Regions from separate parts of the Mus musculus genome. Here region 1 is linked to region 2. Evidence: chromatin contacts called from public HiChIP or PLAC-seq data. All regions are on one chromosome and are shown on one strand. Each heading gives the region's core, a stretch centred on a gene start, on an enhancer-like site or on the middle of the called end of the contact. The rest is flanking DNA. Distances are from core to core; before and after follow the strand shown.

Evidence for each region. HiChIP or PLAC-seq counts read pairs in DNA pulled down with a chosen protein or histone mark.
Region 1: an HNF4G HiChIP or PLAC-seq map of pancreatic cancer cells shows a contact between it and region 2. The contact joins two enhancer-like sites. A contact is called at or near these places in 3 of 115 datasets of contacts at active chromatin or transcription factors (effector CD8 T cells, memory CD8 T cells and pancreatic cancer cells) and 2 of 9 other capture datasets (adipose tissue and liver).

Annotation. Positions count from the first base shown.
Region 1 is chr16:58,701,705-58,706,147 of GRCm38.p6, forward strand. No RefSeq gene overlaps it. Among named protein-coding and RNA genes, the nearest start is that of Gpr15, 15 kb to the right of the region's middle. Within about 2 kb of position 1,872, at least 81 of the 459 cell types and tissues checked have an H3K27ac peak or open chromatin away from gene starts, as enhancers often do. A contact at or near this core is called in pancreatic cancer cells, where this site is marked.
Region 2 is chr16:58,554,375-58,558,519 of GRCm38.p6, forward strand. It overlaps the pseudogene Gm20942. Among named protein-coding and RNA genes, the nearest start is that of St3gal6, 33 kb to the left of the region's middle. Within about 2 kb of position 2,342, at least 21 of the 459 cell types and tissues checked have an H3K27ac peak or open chromatin away from gene starts, as enhancers often do. A contact at or near this core is called in pancreatic cancer cells, where this site is marked.

The DNA.
Region 1 (4,443 bases), core at 622-3,121, 150 kb after region 2:
TACTTGGAAGTGCAGATGGCCTATGAAAGAGTCAAGTGCTAAAGTCCAAAAAAGACAAAAATCGTTGTAGGGAGAAGAAAGCCATAAGCTGCTGGGCTAAAGGCTCTGGCTCTGGCTCTGGATGGGTGTGAGAGCTGGTGTGATCTACAGTTTTCTCACAGATCGCCAGGGGGGGAGGGGGCAACCCCCAGAGTCAAGAGGAAACACTGATTGAAGGCATCGGCTCTGGGTCCTGGCCATGGCTGGATTACTTCCTGTGTGAGTGATTGTGAGAACGCCCCGAGACTTATTTTTCTTACCTGAGTGACAAGTATCTTCCCAGCACAGTGAAGGAGGCTCTGCAGTACAGTACATCCTCTGCTCTTTGCTCTGAAGTGATGCCAAGATTTTGGTTATTACTCACAAAGAGAACGATGCCCCTGAAGCATGCAAGCCGCAGACATGCATTGAGGTCTGCCTGCCTGGATTCTGCCAGTTTGTCTCTGCTTGTCCCTGAATGGGATGCGCTTACCTTCCCATCTATAAGACTGAAGAATTAGTTTATCTTATTGTTTTAAGGACAACTTAGATATGTCTGGAACATATTTAGTGAAGTACATTTATCCATTTTACCCCAGTAAATGACCCACGAAAGCTGTGCTCTTTCTTTTCCAAGTGTGGCACAACATCAGAAACCTGTCTCTGCCATTTATTTTAGCTCAGGCTAAATTAATGCCCCCATTGCTCCAGGAGAGAGGGAAGCTGACTTCTTCCGTGTTTCCTTGCTGTATGATCACTTCCTTCTTTTAGCTCATTGGTGTCTGATGACGATGGAAACCTCCTCCCACTCTCTTTGATGTTTTAATAAATAAATCTAAATAAACGGACCATAGACAGACTGACCAGAGAAAAACCATTTAAATTGCACGCATGCACAAACGTCCCGCAGACATGATACATGACGAACAGCTCATATTTGCAGGTAAGCACCCTGAGGATGAAGAGAGTAGGAGCTTGGAGCATCTTCAAGAAGATTGAGATGGAGCCTGTGCTGAGCCAGTGGAATGGAAACAAGGCCGATTTGCTACACAGACAAGTTGTGTCTGAGCATCTCTCTGAAGACCTGGTGACAGTCTGTGACAGAGCCTGCCTGTCACAGTAGACGGTGTATCTTCCATCTTTTCTGCAATGTAATTTGCTTTCTTCCACATGGAGGCAATTCCTTCAGAGGGGACTCAGGACAATGGCAGTGACTTGTGCATCTTTTGGCATATGAAACATGTCAGGAAAAGCTTCTCCCCACACCTTGAGAGAATAGGGAGTTAGAGTGAGAGGGCAGAAGGTTACAGACCTTGGTTCCGAGGTCTTCCTATTCTGCTTAGCTCAAAGTTTTCAGCATGCTCAAGTGACATACTTGGGGTATTACTTCTCGAACCCCAGCAATCTCTAGGACAGACATGTGACATTTTTATCCTATTGCTCTATTAGAGTTGTATCTATTTGAGAGGAAGTAAACCACAAGGGGATCTTTGGACAATTAAAAGCTGTGTGTTACATTTAGAAAAGGAGAGAACTTTAAAAATACGAAGATAAATTCTGCAGTGAGGGGAGTGGTGGAAATCCCGATTGTTCATTACTAGTGTTACATTTTTATAAAAAGATGTTTATTCTCTTCTTCTTGACCATGTTTTCATTTGACACCTGTCTTCTTGGGTGGAAATAGCCTTTCTATGAAGCCCCTGGGAGTAGAGGAGTGGGGAGTTTCTGCTCCTTGCGTGTGATTGCTTTCCTTTGTTAAGTAATGAGATCAGTCAGCATGTCACACTTTACTCTCCAGTGATGGCCACCACCTCTCGATTTCATGAGAAACGATAAAACAAATGAGTCACCCCAAGGGTGCTTCAAGAATGGCACGCTAGGCTCAGGCTGGCCCCACCTCCTCTGTAGCTGAAGAGGTTCCAGAAAAAGCCTTCTGGGATGCTTCTCCCACTTCCCTCTCTTTCTCTCTTCTTGCCTCTCATTTGTCTTTCTGGATTCCACAGAACTGTTTTAACTGGCAAATATGAATCTTATTTGAAATATGAAAAGCAGTACTCTGTGACTTTTTGTCGTTTAAGGTACATTTCTGCACATACAGACAAGGCATTTTGAAAAGAGGAGGGCAGAGGTGTTTACTCTTAATTCGCAGTCGCCCCGGGTGACCTGGTCCAATTTTAGAAAACTCTGCTTAGCCTGCATTCTGTTTCCTCTTCCTTCTGAGATAAACTTGGCTTAGGTGAGTGTTTTCATAACCCTTGCCCTGTGTTTTAGCCACGGTTGCTTTCTTATCTTTTAAATTACAACCATTCTTTGTTTAAATGCTTGGAATGTTTCACAGTTAAATCACTCTCATAAGTCACGGGAGAAACACAAAAATACAGTGTGGAGTGACTCCAAATGGGACTCAGTTCTAAACCACTTTATAAGATCAGATTTGTAAATAATCACCTGCTTATAAAGGAGATGGTTGGTCACATAAGAAGAGAGTAGGGAAGGATTTTTTCTTATTGCTCAGTTCATGTATCCTTTGGGAGGAAAGCAAACCAATAGTGCTTTGGATTCCCTTAGCCCTAAGCCCTATTCCAAAGTGTTTTTTTTTTTTTCTTATCTCCTGATTTTATTGTATAAGCCTGGATAGAGTGAGTCTTTGAACACAGGAGATTTGGAAATTAGGATGGTGCATGAGAGTGCTAGAAACTGGAGAAAATTCTATAGCCCAGTAGAGAAGGATAGCAAAAACCAACACAATTTTGATCAAGGAAGCAGGTAACATCCTGGCCCAACTGCTTATTTTTTTCTTTTTATGAAAATTCTTTAAGATTACTTAGACCACAGTGTTTAGATAGGTTAGCATCTTGATGATCAGCTGAATAAATGAAGACACACAAGACGAATGTTGCCAGATGGCTTAAGGTGGAGCACATTTATAGTCCATCTACTCTAATCCTACCAGTTTCAGACCTGGGGTTAATACCCATGGTGACTGCTGGTTTCCTTCTAAACAGGTTCTAACATTTAGGAACAACTTCCACAGAACACTTTTAGTGACTTGTCAGTATTTGACTTAGTAATGCTGCATATTTGAGAACAGAAAAATAAAGGACGATGTTTTCTGTCATGTAACTATCCTCATTCTTCTCTCAACTAGTCCCCTGCTACACATTGTGTGTCACAAAGCTTTTATTTTAAATGTCTTAGACAGGCTTTAAACTTACTTTCCCTCAAGATGTGGTATATGATTAATATTAAAGCAATGGCACCCTCCTATTTTATATACTTTCTACTCCAGTTGAACCCCAATCTCACTAGGAAGTTGAAAAACACTGGCTTAGGTTATAAGCCCTAAGCCTGTAAGAAGACACATTGCTTTGCAGAGTATTTATAGCAAGCACTATGACCTTCTTGAAGGCTGGATGTTAATTAGTTATGACTACTTCTTAATTCAGGGGTGACACAGATGAGCAGGAACAGATAGCAAAGGCTGGTTTATTAGCAATGCTGAGAGAAGGCTAATTACTGGGCATATGTTATTACTCTGTGGAAATGGATTTATTGCAAGGGACCCTGCCAAAGCCTTTGTAGTCTGTATTACTGAGGGGTTTAAAGGCCCATGTTAAATGAGGAAGGAAGCAGAAGCCAATACCCTTTGGCCAATAGACACTGCTCACAGAGAAAAAGTCTACTGACTGTATTTTACCATTTGCAGAAACCAGTACAGCTGGTTAGTCACACCCATGGAGCAGAGGCATGGAGAATGGAAGCCCTTTGCTGCATCATTTGCCAATCTGGCTTAGTTAGAACTTGGAGAAAACTTAGCTTATTCTTTTGGGTAGAAAGGCAGTTAAAGAGATGAAGCCAACTGAGACAAAGGGAAATACTGGCTGGAGGATGTGTTCCATTAAGGGTTTCAGACTCAAATAGTTCTATGGCAAGGCCTTGTCAGGTTGACTACAGCAGCCTTCTGGACACAATGATGGGCATTTGAGGGAGGGCTTCAGGGCTGATGTCCTCCCTGTTTTAAATCTGGGCTTTTAGTCACGGTGTGTGTTAAGTATACTTACAATGAGTGCATCCAAAGAAAAAACAGTCCCTTGTGCAATTTGTTACCAGAATGAGTAACAAACTGTATTCCCTAGTCCCTTAGCCTGAGGAGGGGCAGAGTTAGGGAATCCTGTTAGGTTCGTGACGTGCACACACATTTCTCCCTCACCTCAGTCCTTAGGAGTGCGGATTTGCCAGAGAATATTTTTTTTTAAATTTCTCTACTTTTTTATTTTATTATCTTTTAAAAATTTATTTATTTATTTATTTATTTATTTATTTATTTATTTATCATTTTCTTTATATACATTTCAAATGCTATCCTGAAAGTTCCCTAAACCCTTCCCCCGCCCTGCTCCCCTACCCATCCACTCCCACTTCTTG
Region 2 (4,145 bases), core at 1,092-3,591:
GCTCAGCTAGTGCTTAGGGAGTCAGAATGAAAAGCCAGGGCCATACTTCTCCAAGTCTTTCTACTTTCTTTTAATAGATTTATAATTTATATAAGTGTTATAAATTTATGTCTTATAAGTTTGGGATTTACTAAGTAATTTATTTTTAAAATCTTTATTTTTTTGTTCTCATTCTCTCTCTCTCTCTCTCTCTCTCTCTCTCTCTCTCTCTCTCTCTCACACACACACACACACACACACACACACACAAATATAACTCCCAAATGTGGCACTGAATTATTAAAGTGATGAGTGAGGATATTAGTAACTTAAACAGCACAAAGTGAAACAATCCTTCTTCGTTCATAGTCATGAAAATTAAGCTAAAGTATTTTTGTTCTCCTTCCCAGGTGTTAGGGAAGTGGTTTATATCCTTACCTTCCTTTTAGAACCAACCCCACTCACCACAGGCTAGAGGGATATGGGTGTCAGGTGGGAGAGGGGAGGGCTAGACATGGAGAAGAGGTGGTGTATTGGGTAACTAGGAGAGCTTTTGGAATGTATCCCAGAATGGGCTGAGAAAGTATGTCTTAGTGGGCTTGAAACTGTTTGGGGATTTTGCAACCTAGTGCCCTCCCTAGTTTCTTTGTTTCTTCCTTTCTTCTTTTCTTTCTTTGTTTCTCTCTCTCTCTCTCTCTCTCTCTCTCTCTCTCTTTCTTTTTCTTTCTGGAAAATTTTTTTGCAACTCTCCAACCGTACGTTACTTTTTCTTTTCAACGTCTTGCTCTGCAGCTTCCGTCGCCCTTTTTGCTCAGATACCAAAGAGCTGGGCATTGGCATCGGCCATTCAGAGACTGGCAAAAGCCTTAAAGTTCTTCTCTTCGGTGATGATTCTGGCCTTTTCCTTTTTGTATACATTCTGGATGGGCATCACGGGTCCTTGTCAACTGGGTGGTCAATTTCAGATCTTCAACTGTCTTCCTTCTTAGGAGCAGAAGGCTTCCTGGGGGAAAAGTATGAGCTTGGAGCTATACTCCTTCAGGCGCTGCACGTTGGACTGCAGATTCAGTGGATTCGTTTTGCCTCCTTGGGTCTACAGAGATGCTAGTGGTCTGAGCCATTTTCTTGTGGATCCCAGCCACCCTGAGTTCCTCCAGGCTGAAGCCTCTGCCAGGCCGGACCTTGGTGTGGTATCTAACTGTAGAGCACCTCACAATGGGCCTGATGGGGCCAGACAAGGGATGAGGGGCCTTGTGTCTCTGCATCTTGCATGCTGGCTGGTTGAACCAAGTGTCCACTCAGTGCTGCCAATCCCTGTGGAAGTGGGGTTTCAGGATCATGACATTCCAACTGGCGCCATGTCTGTTTCTATGTAGGAGAACGGCAGAGCGGAAAGGGCTGGGCAATGCAAAGCACCCTGGGGTTGTAGGGGAGTCAGTACCTTAATTTCTGGGTGAGTGTGGGAGACGTGAATGCGGTGATGCCATCGATGACAGCAGTGTCTCTGACAGCAACGTTTGCTCTAAGTAAGTTTCTAGTTCACTTGAGAATTTGAGGAATTACTCCCATCTTATTTTTCCCCTTTTCTTGCACTTACCTTTGACACTAAAGTTTTTTTTTTTTTTTAATGTTTTCTTTAGACTGAAGGGGCTACAATTGTCATTTGCTTGGGGACCCCAGACTAAAGCACAAGAAGAAGTGCAACATTTATTTACATATATTCCTGGGTAGTTCATAGAATATCCTATTGGCAAAAGGAGTTTGTTTTGCTCTGTGAGTCATTAAATCAAGAGTGTTTTATAGTTGGGCGTTGTGAGGAACTACATTTAGCTAAACTTCCTGAGAAGTGTCAAAAAGAATGATTGATTTCATGGGCTAGATACTCAGGGGCAACTACTGGAAATGCTGATGATTTTATGATGGTCAGAGTAAGCTTGATCAAAAATTATGAAAAACAGGAAGTTTGCCTGACCTCAGCAAATTGAGTAACAGTGTAGCTTTAGTTCATTTCAATAGATCTGAATATCCACCATGGCTTTGTAGCCACATGATTACTGCAAGGAAAACTCCAAGCATTTTGTTTTGTTTGTCTTTGTCTGGGCTTATAAGTTTGCCCTTCCTTCTTCTGACAATCATTTCTTGTTTCCCCTAACAGATGTTTTAATATGTGACTTTATATATGATGGCTTGAAGTCTGATGTTCAGAGTCCCGGTCCTGTAGTTTATCAGCACAAATAGGGAGAGAATTTTACAACTTCCTACTTGGAGTTTTGCCATTTGTGAAGTCTGAATGGCAAAGGCTACCTCCAACATTGTGTTAAGGATTAGAGACAGCAGCTAAAACCGGTGGCATATCCCACAAAGCCAGACATTCCACAATGACGCAGCTACCTGTGGTTTCAGATTCAGAACACATCACTATTGTTTACTTAGGGTTCTCTAGAGTCACAGAACTTATGGATAGTCTCTATATAGTAAAGGAATTTATTGATGACTTAGGGAAATTGCAATGCTAGAGTGGATATATTGTGTAAAACCTAATCTTCCACAATGGAAAGGTCCAGAAGATATGACCTTTACCAGCTCTATAAGACGCAAACTGGTGAGAGGGGCACCAGCACATTTGAAGGGTTTTGTTCTTTCCCTTTTCCTTGTGCCAGACCTTAGCATTGGAGATGCTTCTGCTCAATTAGATGAATTAAATTCACTGGGTTTAATTGGATTCTGAGGTAACAAGGGCCAGGTGGCAACATTGAATCGCCAGAGACAAGGTGATCCTAGTTATTATAATGGACAGCATAGACAAAACAATGTTTATAATAACATACCCAGTAATGGTCAGCACAGGAGAGGTGAAATTTATAATGGCATGACTCTCTTGGACCTTTGGTACTGGCTAATCAATCATGGTGTTTCCAGGAACGAAATACATAGGAAGCCTACTGCATATTTGTTTTATCTGTATAAGCAGAAAAATTCTCAAACAAATGAAAGGAAGGCTACATTAGATCGTGGTAAACGGCCAGTGAATCAATATCCAGATTTGAGCCAGTCTGCAGTCCAATTTCCAACAATGGTTCAGTAGTAGCTGTAAATGGAAATCCAAAGATCTAGTAGTCACTCAGTCCCTCACGGCAAGCAGGTGAGGGAGCAAGAGTGAGACTCCCTTCTTCCAATGTCCTTATATTGTCTCCAGCAGAAGGTGTAGCCCAGATTAAAGGTGTGTTCCACCACACCCTTAATCCCAGATGCCCTTGAACTCGGAGATTTAATCTTCTGGAATCCATAGCCACTATGCCTCAAGAAATCCATACCAAGATCCAGATCAGAAACTTCTATCTCCAAGCCTCCAGATAAGGGTCACTGGTGAGCCTTCCAATTCTGGATTGTAGTTCATTCCAAATATAGTCAAGTTGACAACCAGGAATAGCCACTACAACTATTTAAAAATTTCAAGCATTTATTATGAAACACATGCTTAGGAGAAACTATTAAGTATATCAGAGATTATAAAGTCTGATCTAAAATCTTGGGGCCTAAGTATTGTCATAATCTGCATGTGTTTTAGGGAACATGGGGACAGCCACCCAGCAAGCAGTGAGGTGACAATCTACTATGTTATGGAGGTGTGTGTGTGTGTATGTGTGTGTGTGTGTGTGTGTGTGTGTGTGTGTGTGTGTGTGTAGCACTGCATAAACTCTGGGTGTGGTGGTACAAGCCTGTAATTCCAGCAGTCAGCAGGATCAAGTGTTCAAGGTTAGCCCACACCAAATAGCAACTTTGAGGTCAATCTACGTTGCAACCCATCCCAAGAACAACAAAGAAGGCTAGGTGGAGGCTCTGACTCCTGAAAGTTTGAGTTGTTCTGGGAAACTTGTAAACTGACTTCCATGGGTCTTGGCTGTATTTTTAAAGCCATTTAAACAATATTTTCTGTTACCTGAAGCTGAATGTATCCTGACTAATTTGAAAAACATAGTTACTTTTAAATTTACTTTCTTACTTGTTTGTTGGTTTATTTGTTTGCTTGAGACTGAGTTTTTCTGTGTAGCTCTGGCTGTCCTGGAACTCACTCTATAGACCAGGCTGGTCTTGAACCACCTGATTCTGTCTTCCAAGTGTTAGGACTAAAGACATGCACCACCACTGCCTGGCTAAATTTCATT